Regions from separate parts of the Mus musculus genome. Here region 2 is linked to region 1. Evidence: chromatin contacts called from public HiChIP or PLAC-seq data. All regions are on one chromosome and are shown on one strand. Each heading gives the region's core, a stretch centred on a gene start, on an enhancer-like site or on the middle of the called end of the contact. The rest is flanking DNA. Distances are from core to core; before and after follow the strand shown.

Region 1 (7,699 bases), core at 3,188-5,687:
GCCCCCCCCCCCTCCAGGTGCACTGCTCTGGCTTCACAAACACTGGTCTGTCTTACCTGCATTGTGAAAGTTAAAAACAAAGGTTTGACATCTCTATTTTAGAGACGACAATGCTTAAAGACTCCTTCACATTAGTGAAAAGCACCACTAATGCGAAGCGTTTCCCTGACCACAGCTGCCTCTATAGAACATGAGCCATAGGACACTGTGCTGCGACCTGGGACACATCTCTGCAGGCCACATTCATTTCTGGATATTAACTCTATACACTGGATTGTTAAGAGGGACAATCAATTTTTTATGAGGTCAGGAAAACAGGACTGGGTTAAGTAGCTCAAGCAGTAGAATGCTTGCCTGGCAGGTCCAGGCCCTGGGCTCAATGCCCAGCACCATATATGCCAGGCCTGTGATGTGAGCCCTGGAAAGTGCAAACAGGAGGATCAAGCATTCATATGGACTTTTGACTAGTGAGTTCATGGCTGCCCTGGGCTACAAGAGACCCTGTGATAAAGTACCTGCCAGAGGAACTGCTGGCAAAGCTTTTTCTATGTAAACTTCAGGAGGAAAGCGTCCCTGACTCTAAGCCCAGAATACCAAGGGGTTATCAATTATCTATTGTTCAGCCCTTGAAAACATACATATAAGTAACATTGTACAGACAACTGTAGACTGTGTGTGTGTTTAGATGTGTGTGTGTATGTATGTAAGTATGTATGTTATAACAATTAATGAAAAAGCCCATGAACAAAGAGGGTACATGGGCAAGTTTGAAGGGTGTAGACGAACAGGCAAAAATGATGTAATTATTTTATAACCTCAAAAAGAAAATTAATAATTCTAAAAGAAAAACTTCCCCCCTGGTTTCTCTAGAGCTGGAGTTATGGACAGATGTGAGTACTGGGAACCGAACCCAGGTCCCCTACAAGAGCAGCCGCTGACTGGTGTTACCCTCTGAGGCATCTGTCCTACCTCTGAGCTTAAATTCCATTGATCTGAACAGAGATAAAGCCATCATGATGGAACAAGATTCACTTAATACATACTTTTAAAAGTCTACTCTTGAAATATTTATAATTTAAGAACTATATGACCATCTAAGTTTTACATTTCTCTCTAAAAACAATATGTTGTATTTTTGTAACATAAAGACTATGGAAGTCTTATTCCAATCCTGCTTGCTAGTTAATTATATGCAAATGATGTGCACAGCTGGTATGAAAAGCCTTTTAGAAATCATTTATTTTGAGAATGCTTTCAGTAATGTGGTTGTTGACTTTTAAAGCAACACGAACAGAATATATTGTATAGATTCCTTGTCTCCAGCTCCATTTTAAAGTCTCTCCTGAACTACTATATTTCGATGTCATTTTTTCTCCTCAAATAAGTTACTTATAATGAGAAATACTTATTAAGGTAAGTGTTACATTGTCCTCTTTAAGAGGGTAACTCTATGATAGACAGTGGTTATAATTTGCATTTAAAAGACTAACTTAAAATAAATCCGTGTGCTTGAAATCATTAATGAACCACAGTTAATTGATTCCCCCAAGAAATTTACAAATTTGTCTCTGGGATGCTCAGAAAGAATCCTCAATATCAAAGCCCACCTAAGTCTGCATGATGTGACCTCATGACATTACTGTGGCCTTAAGAACTGCTCACAAGGGGTTTTGACATTCAGGTGAGACCGTAATCCTGAGCAGCTTCTCTCAAGGAAGGATTTTAATAATGCAGAGCTGTGCTCAGTAGCGTGGCCAGGGAATCGTCCAATGTGCTGCTGTAACAGGCAAAGGAAACAGTCTGTTTAATCTTCAGGCGGCAAACATTCATTTAATCTGCAGTAATTCAACTCTAATGAGTTTCTGGAAGAGCAAAGAGCATACAGACTAATTTAAATGTATTCCCAGATGTTAATTTAAAAAGGTAGTTAAATCATGAGGAATGAAAGAAATCCTAGTTTGGAGGTTTTCTTCCTTCCTTCCTTCCTTCCTTCCTTCCTTCCTTCCTTCCTTCCTTCCTTCCTCTCTCTCTCTCTCTCTCTCTCTCTCTCTCTTCTTTCCTGTTTTTTCTTTTTTAAGAAATCTGAAGTAATTTTGTTTGATCAAACCCAACGTATCTTCAAAACATAATTTGCATTAGCACTAATATGTAAATGTATACATACCGTTTAATAAAATGTAAGAGTAGAAACAAAATAGAAATACAGGGAGAAAGATTTTTAAAGTCAGGGTGTCATATTTTAAGTTTAAAGAAAAGCGTTTTAGCAAAAGTAAACAGTTTGGCCCTTCTACTTGTTTGTGGTTCATTTGTGTGCTGTGCTTGTAGTATCAGTGTGTGTGTGAGAGTGTACACATGTGTGCATGTGTGAGTGCTTCTGTATGCACAAGCATGTGAGCGCTAACTAAAGGTAGGCGTGGTTATCCTTCCCTGGTCACTTTGTGACTTTCTGCATTGTTCTTTTTAGACTTACAGAAAATATGTATGAAGTTATAATGTTATACTATACATATGTGTAACTATATATGAAATACACACGCTCGAATGTATTGTGTTATCCTTGCATGTGTATGAAGTATCATAGAGATGGAAAGATCTGTAAGAGGAATTAGAAGTTTAAAGCCAGTGGATAATCGTATTACGACAGTCATCAGACTTACCTAATTAGACATTAGCCTAAAATCATAGAGTCAAAACTGGTTTTTAATAGTGAGCATTTCAGTTCACTGCCCCCCCCCCAAAGACAGAAGATTATTATACATGATCAAATTCAGTGGTAATTTCACTGACTTCAAGGAGTAGGTATCTAAAAGTTCCTTGGTAGCCATGGTTGCCCTGGGACCTCGGGACTCCTGTCAGTTAGCTGCTACTTTAGAGAGGATTGCTTTCACTTCTCAGTGATTGGAATGCCTTCTCTGTGCGTCTATTTAATCACTGCTAATCAATGAGGTTTTGAATATTACTTATTAATGGTATGGAGAACATAAGAGCATGTTTGGAGGAACGTCTCTTTATATACATGATGTGAATAAGACACAGTGTTTGAAAGGAGGTTGATAAGGGTGGACCTGTGTTAAATCAAGCAAATCACATGTGGGTGAACCTTTAAGGATCTCTGTGCTAAATGAATACTCCTTAGGATGTGAAACTATAAAGCATCAGTGTGAACACTGGCTTGGCCGTTTATTATCTAGCTCCATACATGTCTTCGTTTTTCAAATCTCTATAAACGATGATAAAGGAGTCTCTAGGCTTGGAAGGACTGAAGTAAGGCAGAGCCTGTGATACAAGGTCCCGTTCTCCTACGGTCCCGTTCACGGAAGGACCTGCTGGGACACCAGGTTATTCTACCAGGAAGCAAGCTCACAAAGACTTGACATTTGATCTCACAGAAATTCTCCGGGGGCCATGAGTGGAGATCTTCAGCCGTCTTGCATTGTTAACAAACGGAATAAATCGACAAGGGCGCACAGAGCGCAGGGGCCACTGGGAAGGATACGATCAGTGCCAGGGAACAGCACTGTGCCTTTTACCATTTCTCCCATGATGCACCCTACTGACCACAGGTCAACTGAAAAACGAAAACGAAGTGAAGATAAACACGAAATAGATCAAAACATAAATAAAACCTCAAGGCCACTTTGCACAGTGGAGCTATCAACTAGGCTTCTCTGGATGAAGGAGAGGCCTGTCCCTGACCAGTGGTGCTTGGAGATAGGAACAGGGGTTCAGAGTACCCAGCCCTTCCCTGCTGGAGAGCTGAACCAACAAAGCCACCTGAAAGCTACTGGTGCCTGATTATATTGCTTTGCAATTATAATTCAGTGCTTTCTCTCACTTCTGATTTAAAAGATCTAATTTGCATTCATCTGCTGGAATCTGGGTGATTTGTATTGAAAATTATCCTAGGCTCTGTTAATATGGGAGACATGTAAATCATTTTCCTTTTTATTCTTTTGTGTACCATATCTAAAAAAGGAAAGGGAAAGGGAGAAAAGCTAGCAGCTAGCACCCTAGAAGAAAATTTCTCTTTTGAAAAAGGCATTTATGCTTGTTTATAAATATGAATACATTTCCAGGAGCAGACATTTCTGTTGGAGAATGAATGTTTTGGACTATGCGGGGCTCCGTCATTGAATCCTATGAAAGGAACAGGGTTCTGAGCTGGAAAGTCTTTTTCCTGTTCCATAAATATGGGGCCTTTGTAATGCTAGAAGTGCTGGCTATTCAAATAGGACTGTTCAACATGAAATAAACAAGATTAAAGAGCAAACACTTTGGGGACTGAAAATCAAAGGAAACCTGGAATGCGAGGGTCAATTACATTGGTCTCCCCTGCTATTGCCAGTTATCATCCAGAATTGAAATCAGGAAGGCAGAGCCTGGGCTCAGGGAAAGGAGGCTGGGGAAGGGAGGAGCAAGAAAGGGGCACGCCCTCCCTTGTGGGGCTGCACCTGCTAGGTCCTACACAAAGTCAGAGGCAGGCTGAGCAAGAATACAGGATGTGGGGGCGTGGAGCAAAGGGGAAGGGGCGGGGCGTCACAGCACTGCGTGGCTTTGTTCCACTCATGCTCCAAATTACATGGAGTAATTTGGCAGTGTCCTGAAAGAGTTCCTCAGGAGGCTCTTTCCATTGTCCAAATCTCACCAGGGTGAAACCCAAGGTGTCCATTGCTTAGCCCCTAAAAGGTTAGAACTTCGAAGAAGAGGATTGCACGCAGGGAGCCAATGTGTTTGTTTCCATTTCAGGAAGGCAAGTGCCATGCAAAAGTACCAGGGAAAGAGAACAAACGGTTGTGTGTCTGCCAAGGCGTGTTAAAAGCATCTGATAATCATTGCCTCCCAAGAGGCAGTAATAAGAATCTTTGAGTAAAAGAAAGAAAGGGGAAGAGAGAGGAGAGAGGAGAGAGGGGGAAGGGGAGGGGAGGGAGAGAGGGAGGGGAGAGAGAGAGAGAGAGAGAGAGAGAGAGAGAGCACAAAAAGAGTTATGGAAAGATGTTTTATATTTAACTTGCAGGTATTCTTATCACAGTGTCCCAACTGTGTGAGGTGCGTGCATGTGTGTTGAGTTGTGTATGTGCCTGAGTATATTTGTGTATCGGCTTTTTTGTGTGGGAATGTGTTTGTATGCAGTATGTGTATTATAAGTGCACTGTGTATATAGTGTGTGGGGGGTGTGCGTGTGTGTGTAGTGCATGACTCTGTGGGTAGTGTATGTGGTTTGTGTGTGTGCACATCTGTATTCTGCAAGGGTGAATGTGTATAGAATGTATAGTATGAAAATGTTTTGTGTACAGTGTATATAGTGTGTATGTGTAGTATGTACATGTGTGAATATATGTAATGTGTCTGTGTAGTATATGTTTGTAGTAGGTCATGTTATGTGCAGTGTGTTTGCATAGTGTGTACGTGCTTTTATGTGTATGTATGATGTATGTGTGTGCCTCTGTGTGTGTGTGTGTGTACTGTGTGTATGTTCTCTCTCTCTCTGTGTGTACTGTGTGTGTGTACTGTGTGTGTGTATACTCTGTGTGTGTGTGTGTACTGTGTGTGTGTTTGTGTGTTTGTGTGTGAGTGTGTGTGTGGTACAGAAGAGTTAAAGAAAGGCAGATAAGTAATGCAGAAGCCCCTGTGTGATTGCTGCTTATCTACAAATGTTTGGAAAGGGCTTTCTGCCAAGGAGCTATCTAGAACTTAGTGGGAGTTTCTTTTTTCTAAGTCGGGTGGTCACTACAGTGTCTCTGGCAGAGTTCCTTCTTGATGCTTCAGAACTGAGCCCAACACTTTACTACTCTGACACCTCACCCATCTTCACCTCTTTAAACATTATTTTCATCCTTTAAAGTGCTAGTACTAAAAAGCACTTATTGTGTAGAATTTTAAAGATTTCAATATTGTATTTCTGATGTTCTTTCCACGTTGCCTGGTGATAGTAAGTTTTCAATAAACTAGTTTTATATTATCATGTAACAAATACATATGTTGTATTATATAAAGGAGCTAAGTATGTACATAAAATTTCAGCTTCTAGTTACATAATTTATATTCAGATACATAATAGTTTTTATAGCTTTTGTTTATTTTTTAAAATGAATGAACCCGCCCAGCTATTGGGCAGCCCATTTCACGGCTGAAGCCACTTAAAGTGCAATGCTCCATATCAAAGCACCTATGCCTCCAGGGACCTGTGCCTCCAGGGACCTGTGCCTCCAGGGACACTCCCCGTCTCTAAGCAATGTCGCAGTTGCCTCACACAAAAAAAACATCTGAAAATATGTGAGTGGGAGGTAATGCTGAGACATCTGTCTCCTAAAATTGACAAGTTTTATCTTTTAGAATAAAAATTGTGTTTTTTAACAGACCTTCACATAAATCTCATCTCTAATATCAACAGTCAGAATGGGAACCAGGCCTCCCTATGGTGCATTTCCTTCAACAGACGCTAGACAGTTGTTGGTTCAATAACTAATTTATCAACTGGTATGAATCCCTAGTATGCTTGCTCTCTCTCTCTCTCTCTCTCTCTCTCTCTCTCTCTCTGTGTGTGTGTGTGTGTGTGTGTGTGTCTGTATACACTTTTGTAAGATATCCACATATTCCAAAGTAAAAGATGAACATTTCTCTACCACATTTATCCCCCTGGTTAGCACTCAAAATAGTCTTAAAAGTTCATAAAACTTTTGTACAGAGATGACAAGACAGAAAGATGCACACCAAGTTTGAGCAAGGTCCGTTTGGCCACTGGTGCATCTTTCGGAGTGATTGTACCCAAAGCCTTTTTTAATTCCCTAAAGGTTTCCTTTCCATTCCCGGAGCCTCTGACTACCTATACTACCTATAACTCCTCCTATGCAGCAGGAGTGTCAAGTCTGATGTCTGGACATCATAACCTGTAGACATTGTCATATGCATGGAGTCCTGAGTGAATTTCATGGACTTGAGTGGGATTAATAATCAATATCAAGTGTTGTAACAAATTTTATAAATCAGTCCTCACACCCATTTTAAAGGATGAAAATACTGTTTAAAGAGGTGAAGATGGTTGAGGTCTCACAGTAGTGAGAACAGGTGGATTTAGAGTTAATCTCATTGGTCAGGGAAGAGTGATGGGTGATAAGCCTTCACTCCACTAGGTACAATGATGGAAACTGCTTACCAAGGCTACACCAAGTCAACTTATGAAATCTTGACAATATTAGAAGGGATGATGAGTCTGTGATACAAATGAGCGTCCATTTGCTTTCTCACGTGTATTGGGCCTCTGTGAGCTCTGAACAGGATGCTGATAAGGTATGGTTCTGGCTACGTTACCACACTTAGCCTCCATCAGCATCCAATGGAGATACAATTCCAATACCCAGATACTGTGTCACTTTGAGTAAAAGAAATTTTAAGCAAATTCAGATGTTGCTAAAATACAGTCATCAAGCTGACTCTAATGTATCTCTTCTTTTTATATTGTATCTTTAACCTCGGTCTAAAGAGAGAAACCCCCAATCGCCATGTCTGCACTCTCCTAATAGGAATGCCACTTTCTATGTACCCTCTACTACTAGCTGCTAAAGACTCAGCAACCACGGTGGAGCTAATGGGAAGTGTTGGTACCTAGGGGAAACCTTGGTGGAAGAGAGTTAGGCTGTTGAAGGCATCCCCTTAAAATTATAGATATATACAGTCTCTGTGTCCCCCTTCTCTTGTCCAC
Region 2 (7,699 bases), core at 1,630-4,129, 230 kb after region 1:
ACTGCCACCATGCCAAACAAGAGCTTGGGAAGGAACCTTACAGGAAGCAGGGCAGGGGTACAGGGATGAAGTCCTCTACAGTGTGGATCCGTTTGCTTCTCATACAGACTGAAGGCAGCCTTCGCCAGCAGCCCATTTTTCTGACAAGCAACCAAAGACTTGCTTGGCTTAGTCACAGCCATACCACTCCAGAGCTAGCCTCTAGCTACAAATAACACCTGAGGTCAGCTCTGGTGCAAGAAGAAAACACACCTGACCCCGTGCTTAATAAACAAGGAAACCTCACTGGGTCTTTATCTTGTCATCAGGATGGAAAGGCTTTGTGGCTAAGCTTATATTCCAAGAGACAGGTTCGTTTACATGAGCCTAGAATATAACTTTGAGTATATGTATATTCCTTTGAACACTTACATTTAGGCAAATCTCCTTTGCTCCTGATATTCCTATAGCACAACACTGGCAGCGAGTGAGTTTCGCTGTAGATTTCAAATAACACTTCTATGGCATCCGTGTCACCTCTCAGTTCCTCTTAACCTTGAAGCATCTTGACCACATACTATGAAACCGTAGTACTAGCTGCAGATGCGCCAGACAATGACAGAGAGAGCACACTCGGTCCCTGGGGGATCCGTTTGTAATCACCCCTTCAGCATGCAAACATATCCCCCTCCCCCAGCCGATGCTGTTTTGGGGGAAAGCAAGCAGGAAGCTGGAGGCAGCTGAATCTGCCACTCCCCAGGTAGTGTCTCAGCTCCCCTGTCACTGGGAACCTCTTTTCATTACTACTGCAAAAATCTTGCCCTGAAAAATGAAAGCTATGAAGGACCAAAATGAAAGCTATGAAGGACCGGAGGGAAGAAGAAGCCAACAAGGAAGCTGGAAACTCATGCTTAAGGTCAACCGCCTTTCTCATCTGCTTTTCTAGTACTTTGTGTCAATTTGAAGGGTAAGACCTAGACACCCCCCCCCCCAACGAAAGAGAGGAAACACACAGCAGAAGCAGCAGGACTGCTACATCAAACTGTCTAGCCCTATATCCCCATGATTCCAAAGTGGAGTTGGAGGCTCCTGAATCCATTCATGAGCATGGCTCCTGTGCTGACATGCTCACTGAGGACAGCCATCTACTGAAGCCTCTCTGAGAGAAGTGGCTATTACCGCAACCATTTTAAATGCATTGACCAGCATCCTGCAAACCCATCCAGGATTGGCAAAAGCAGCATTAGAAAGAGGCAGAAATTGGGCAAAAGAAAGTGGTGCCTGGTAACGGCAGCCTTCCTTCACTCCCGGCTGTGGCCTGTCCCATATGACTTAGCCTGTGTTCATGAAAGTTATCTCCGTCACACAGACACATCGCTCTGCAGCAAACGCAGAGCATGTAAACAACCTTGTGGCTGCTTCAAAACCTAGTGCCCTGGGGTAAGCCATTCCTTTCTGTGGCCAAATTGCAATGCCCTTGAAAGTTATCTGCAGAAGAGAGTCAAAGCAGCACCTAGGTCCTTCTATTTAAATGTCGGAAGGAAAAGGATATGTATTTTTTTCCTTGAAATATCCATAACCTGATTTACTTGGAGGTTTTTCAAATAAAGCACTCTTATTCTCTGAAGCACAAACACATAAATTCTGATAACTGTATCATCAAGCTCCTTTCCAATGACAGCTTTTTTTTTTCTTTCTGAAAATGCTCTGACATTTCTAGGGGACACAGTATCTCAGCACTGAATACCTGGGAACCTTGCCATAGAAAAATGCTGCCTGCTGTGACTGAGAGATCACTTTCTTAAAGGGACCTTCACCTGGGTGGCTGCGGTGCCGCCGGTGTTTGCTCCTTTCCCTGGTCTGTTCCCTGTCCTGTGTTCCTGTCTGCAGCCCAAATTTAGCTCAGGGTCTTTCTACAAGAGGAACATAGTTTCTAATATTTTGGTAAATACCTCTAAACTGCAAGAATGTATTCTAGAATATTTAAAGTTAAACCGGTCTGGAAATAAACATTTATGTTTACTAATAACATTTTTGAATGTTTTATGAGACCCATAGCATTTCTCAGTTAAAGTGAGATCCAGACTCCTCTCTCTCTCTCTCTCTCTCCTCTCTCTCTCTCTCTCTCTCTCTTTCTCTCTCTTTCCTCTCCCCCCTTACCCCCCTCGTGTGTGTTTCTCTTACTCTGCCAAGTCATAACAATAATGGTCTGTCCCACCTTCTAGAATTCTTCACTCCAAACAGAAAGATTTTAGCCTCCATCTGAGAAGAGATGCTTTGCCCAGAGAGAAACACCAGTTTTCTGCCTCACAGATAGTACACTTGATTAAACCGGCTCTCCAACACCATCACTTCCTACTTTCTCATGCTCTCTCCCATTCCACCAGGAACGATGACAGATATCATCCACCCTCCCAAACCAGGTTAGAACCCAGAATGAGCAAGGAGCCACCTACCATTCCGTGCCTGAGAACTAGGATCCTGGTCCGGCTGTTTGCCCCAGAAATCCTCCCTACTGGGTAGTCATTAGCCACATTCCAAACCGGAGTAAGGAGCAGAGTCTTTGGAGGTGTAGCGATTGTTTAAAAATAATAACAGACAGGTGATTTCCAAGAAGACCCAATCTTTAGCTCACTCAAGCCCCTAGTAATTGAGGAGTGAGGAGGAAAAAGGAAATTTGTAAAAATGAAAATAGAAAAAAAAAAGGGTAAGCATATAAGAAGCACCACCCACCCCCCATAAAAATAAACTGAGACGACGAGGAGGCTTAAGAGAAGAGAGAGCGGCTTGCTGAATCACCCTCTCACTGCCTGGAAACCATTGTGCAGCGGGAGGCTGCCTGTACCATTGTGGAACCTACCAGAGGAGACGGACAGAGGGCTTGGGGAATGGGGTTGCTATGGCAACTGAAAGGAGCACACATGACGTCAAAGCCCAGAGAGGTCTAGGGAGGGGTAGGAGGAGGAAAGAGAAAAAGGAAAAAGTCTATCTGTGGCTACAGCTACCTCGTTTTCTGGCAAAATGAGAAGCAGGCTTCGGAACTTGGCAACCAAAATATGCGAATTCAGCGTGCGGGGGGGGGGGGGTGGTGGGGGTGGTAGGGGGGGTGGAATTCTGCACGAAGCCAAAGAGCATCCTCCCTGCTGCTCCAGCTCTGCACAGCACCAAGGGCAGATCAAACAGCCATTGGGAAGCCAGTCACCCCGGATTTTCAACTACCTCAGCTTTTTACAAACAGCGAAGGAAGGCAGAGGTGTACCATCTCTCTGAATGTGAAAACAAACAAGAGATGAATTCAACCTCAGAAGAGATGCAAGATTGGACCTGCGTCTGGACCATAGAGGTCATTTGTCCAACCCCATTTCTTCTTAGTCTCCCTATTTTTGTACAAACCCTGCATAAATATCCGCTAAAGCAAACTGGCTAGACCGGTATTTATAGTGCAGTTTAAGGTAGAAAGAAACTACTGACAATTTGAGTTAATAAATTAAGGGTACTGTGGTATTCTTTTTCTGGTTTCAGAAAATTCCATGGGAAACTAATACAAATTGAATTTACTACATATCTAATTTTTAAGCAAATTTTCTGACTTTGCTATATGAAATTTTAAATCATGTATATATGTGTGTGTGTGTGTGTGTGTGTGTATAGATATAGATGATATAGATATGGATGATATAGATATAGATGGAATGATCCCTAGAGTACTTTCACTATTAAAATGTTTACCAAAACAATTTTCACCTTATTTCACATATAGCATCATTTCAATACATATTTTGAAAGTAATCCTAGTCTTTGGACTTTTCAAGCTACACAATTAGATTCAATGCTGGTTTTTCTCAAACATCTTTTAGATGGGTTTCCATCTATTGAACCAAAGTGATGCTAAAATTCATGTTTTCACACCGTGCTCTGGAACTGGCCCACTGACTTGAGCGAGGAGCCCCTGTCCCTCTGCCGTAGGGTTATGAGTAAGGTTAAACAGGTGTAAAGCCAGCAGAGATGGCGGACCCTGCGATGCATCATGAGATCCTGAGGGACCACATCGAGTTTTCAGTCCCCGAGATGTTTTACCCGAGAAGAAAGCCCAGAAAGGAAAAGTTGTGTGAGCTCTCGCTCTACAACTCCCAACATGTTGTTGGTTGTTTCTGTGTTCTGAATTCAAGTCCCATGAGAACCAGTAGCTGACTGCTAATTTTTACTCTCCACTTGGGTCTACTTATACATTATGACTGCCTGGTATAAACTATGGATGAACAGCCAAGCAACTTCACAGTAGACAGCTTCTAAATTATTGGTCTAAATGTCCTTCCTTTCCTCTGCTTCTCTCTCTCCACCTTTTCTGTGCTAGGAACCAGAGGTCAAGGCCTACATATGCTAAGCCAGCCCTGTGCCACCATGCAGCATCCCCAATGTGTTTCCATGGCAAAGTCAATCCCAATAATGACATTGACAAGGAAACACTGGACTTCGGCTCTTACCTTGCACTCTGAACAAATACTAAAGCAAGAGAAGTTATATGCCACAACATGAGAGTTAAAAAAAAAATCTGTAAAGCTTGTAAAATAATGTCTGTCCTCTAAATGAAAAACAAAATTCTGATTTTGGAGTAAGATTTTTTTTTTTTTTTTTTTTTTTTTTTTTTTTTTTGGTTTTTCGAGACAAGGTTTCTCTGTATAGTCCTGGCTGTCCTGGAGCTCACTTTGTAGACCAGGCTGGCCTCGAACTCAGAAATCCGCCTGCCTCTGCCTCCCGAGCGCTGGGATTAAAGGCATGCGCCACCACGCCCAGCTTGGAGTAAGATTTCTTAAGGCAAATAAATGCATTCACTTTGAGGGAAAAAAAAAAGAAATAAAGAAAAGAAAAGAAAAAGAAAAAGAGAAAAATACTTCATCAATGCCAAAAGCTTTTACTTGCCCACAGTCATCCGTGAGAAAGCAGACTAAGAGAAAATATTGACATCCCTGCAAAAATATACTTGATGTATACAAACTCCTGATTATATGAACATTTACAATCCGGCAATGACAACAAACAAAGATGTTTGATGAGTAAGAGGATTTCAGCAGACACCTGAAGGAAGGCTTATCAATAGTCCATATGTACATGAAAAGGCACTCAACATGACTAGTCATCAGGAAAAAAATGCTAACTAAATCCACAGAGAAATTCCACTCCATGCCTACAAAAATGGCTACAACCAAAAGCACCCATACTGGAGGAGCTATGAGAAACCAGAGCTCTCTTCCTTGCTGGCGAGAATAGAAAGTGATAAAGCTACTTTGGGAAGCAGGTCAGAAGATTTCCATCGTGATAAACAGACACCTACAGTGTGACCCAACAATTCCATTTCTAGGCATTCATGCAAGGGAATAGAAGCATGCGCACAAAATGTGCATAGATGTCATACCAGCTTTATCTGCAATAAGTAAAAGCTATAAGCAATTAAAAGTGTATCCACAGAACAGATAAGCAAATGATTGTATATTCATGGAGCAGAATTTCACAAATGATTACAGCCATGAATAGGTTAAAGCCAGCCATTTTCATGTATTGGATAACACTCTTCATGGCATTAGTGTCCAAGAGTGATGGATGCTGACCTGATGTGGAGAAGAGTAAGATTGTTTATATCTTTAATTCTCAACTTGCATATGTCAGTGGTGTTTGCATTATTAACACAGTATTTAGAGTCTATTCTATTCACCTCATGGAATAATTTCCTATAATTTCAGTATGAAATAAATACAAGTGATTTTTTTTTAAATAAGACATAGATAACTTCCATTCTTTTTGGAATAAACCAAAGCTTTATTCAACATCCTTGATTTTAATATATTCCTATACTGTCATATTTCAAGCCAACAAAACAAGTTTCAGGACCTCTTATACACTAAATTAATGCATGATAGAAAATATAATAGAAGCAGGGAAGAGCAGATGATGTATGGGATGACTGTGGTTTCCATGTGGTTTGCTCTTTCAGTTGAGAAGGCGCAAGCTCCTTAAAATGCTTTTGAATGGAACCATTTAAAGAAGATCTGAGTCGTTTCAGTATTACAAATGTTATGAATCTTTTAATAACTCTTACTCAAGTAAATGTAAATTCTCATTTTAAAAAGTTAAACATGTAAATTCTCATTTTAAATGGGTACCACCCATTGTTTACAAGTCTCTGCACATAACGGCAGGTGTATAGTGATACTGCTAAGGGTATTGAGGAATGTCTGTCTCTTTCAAAATAAGCTGCTAAAACATGCAACGGTGTAGATAGCTCTCAAAAACCCTGTTCTGGCTGAATGATGTTTTTTCCATGAGACTGAAGGGTAGGCATACCTGCTCTTTTGTGATAGGAATCAGAGCAGTAACTGCATGGGTGAAGCAGGCAGTGAACAGTACAGAGTAAGAGTTCTATAAGTAGTGATGAAACTGGCCTACATCATGCATGATAGAGATGTGAGCTGCTATATGTGCACATCAATTTGTCAGAACTAATGGAGGTATAACTCTTTAAATGTGTGCATCTAATACTGTTAAATTCTAATTTCAGGGGGAAATTCTTGTCAATCTCTGAGAAGGAAATTGATAAAGGACAATAAGTTAGAGTTCTAAAACTTACAAATGTAAATGTAACTTTTATTCACCAGATATAATTGTCATCTTGGAGGCTAACTGTTAAATAAGGTCACCCTTTCTAGCTCTTCCTGAATTATGACTGGCTGGTTGAACTCAGTTGTTCTGGCTTAAACTCCTCTCCAAGCTGACTGACTCAAACTGGCTTCTCTCAGCTTCTGACTGAATTGCTATGCTTGGCCTCAAACTAACTCTGTCAGTCTGTTCTAATCTGCTGGCTCCTTTTTATTCTTTAGCTCCTTCAATCTTCACCTGCAACCTGTCTCTAAAACTGTCCAGGTAAAACTGCCTTCTCTCCCTCTCCCTCTCCCTCTCCCTCTCCCTCTCCCTCTCCCTCTCCCTCTCCCTCTCCCTCTCCCTCTCCCTCTCCCTCTCCCTCTCCCTCTCCCTCTCCCTCTCCCTTTTCTCCTCTCCCCCACTCCTTTCTCTTCTCTGTGCTATTCTCTTAAGTTACCTCTCTTTCCTGTCTTTCTCATGAGAGTTGGGTGTATCTTAGCTCTATCTCATTCTGTCAAATCTTTCTCTGGTTCATCACTTTGTCTTTCCCTTAATTAAATGTCATTTTCAAACATGGCTGCTTCCTTCTACAAAACAAAATTACCTTCATTGTTTGGGATTAAAGGTGTGTGCTGAGGGTGTGTCTGTATTCCAGCCAGAGGTATTAAAGGTGTGTGGTTCCAGCCAGATCACATAGACTTAGAAGACCTTTGGATGTGAGCCCTTACCAGAGCAGCCATGTTGCTGGATTAAAAGTCCTCTGCATACAAAACTAGTGCTTTGCCCTAAATCTTGATTTTTCTTTTCAGACTCAAACACATCCAATGTAGAAGGACAGGTCCATGTACTCACAGATAAGCACTAGAGAAATTAGAATTGTTAGTTACACAGGTTTTTTCCTTCAGTAGGAGGTACTGACACTTATTCACCTGGAAGGCTGGAGTGCATGTTGTTTAATGACTTGGTGATTTGCATTAACCGACGAAGCCAACTATGGTGGCTATTCCTGATTGTCAACTTGACTATATTTGGAATAAACTACAATTCAGAACTGGAGAGCATGCCTGTGGTACAGATCTTGAGCTGG

Evidence for each region. HiChIP or PLAC-seq counts read pairs in DNA pulled down with a chosen protein or histone mark.
Region 2: a contact with region 1 is called in an H3K4me3 HiChIP or PLAC-seq map of forebrain, with 2.7 times the contacts expected there. The contact joins the promoter of Mapk10 here to the enhancer-like site in region 1. A contact is called at or near these places in 1 of 39 promoter capture datasets (hippocampal neurons), 2 of 484 Hi-C or Micro-C datasets (cerebellar granule neurons and cortical neurons), 7 of 115 datasets of contacts at active chromatin or transcription factors (astrocytes, embryonic basal ganglia, embryonic forebrain and 4 more) and 1 of 9 other capture datasets (liver).

Annotation. Positions count from the first base shown.
Region 1 is chr5:102,972,859-102,980,557 of GRCm38.p6, forward strand. All of the region lies in intron 9 of Mapk10 (mitogen-activated protein kinase 10), which reads right to left. Among named protein-coding and RNA genes, the nearest start is that of Mapk10, 230 kb to the right of the region's middle. Within about 2 kb of position 4,438, at least 21 of the 459 cell types and tissues checked have an H3K27ac peak or open chromatin away from gene starts, as enhancers often do. A contact at or near this core is called in cortical neurons, embryonic basal ganglia and forebrain, where this site is marked.
Region 2 is chr5:103,208,455-103,216,153 of GRCm38.p6, forward strand. It overlaps Mapk10 (mitogen-activated protein kinase 10), which reads right to left and starts at 2,880. Exons shown (of 14, transcript NM_001081567.2): 1 at 2,436-2,880.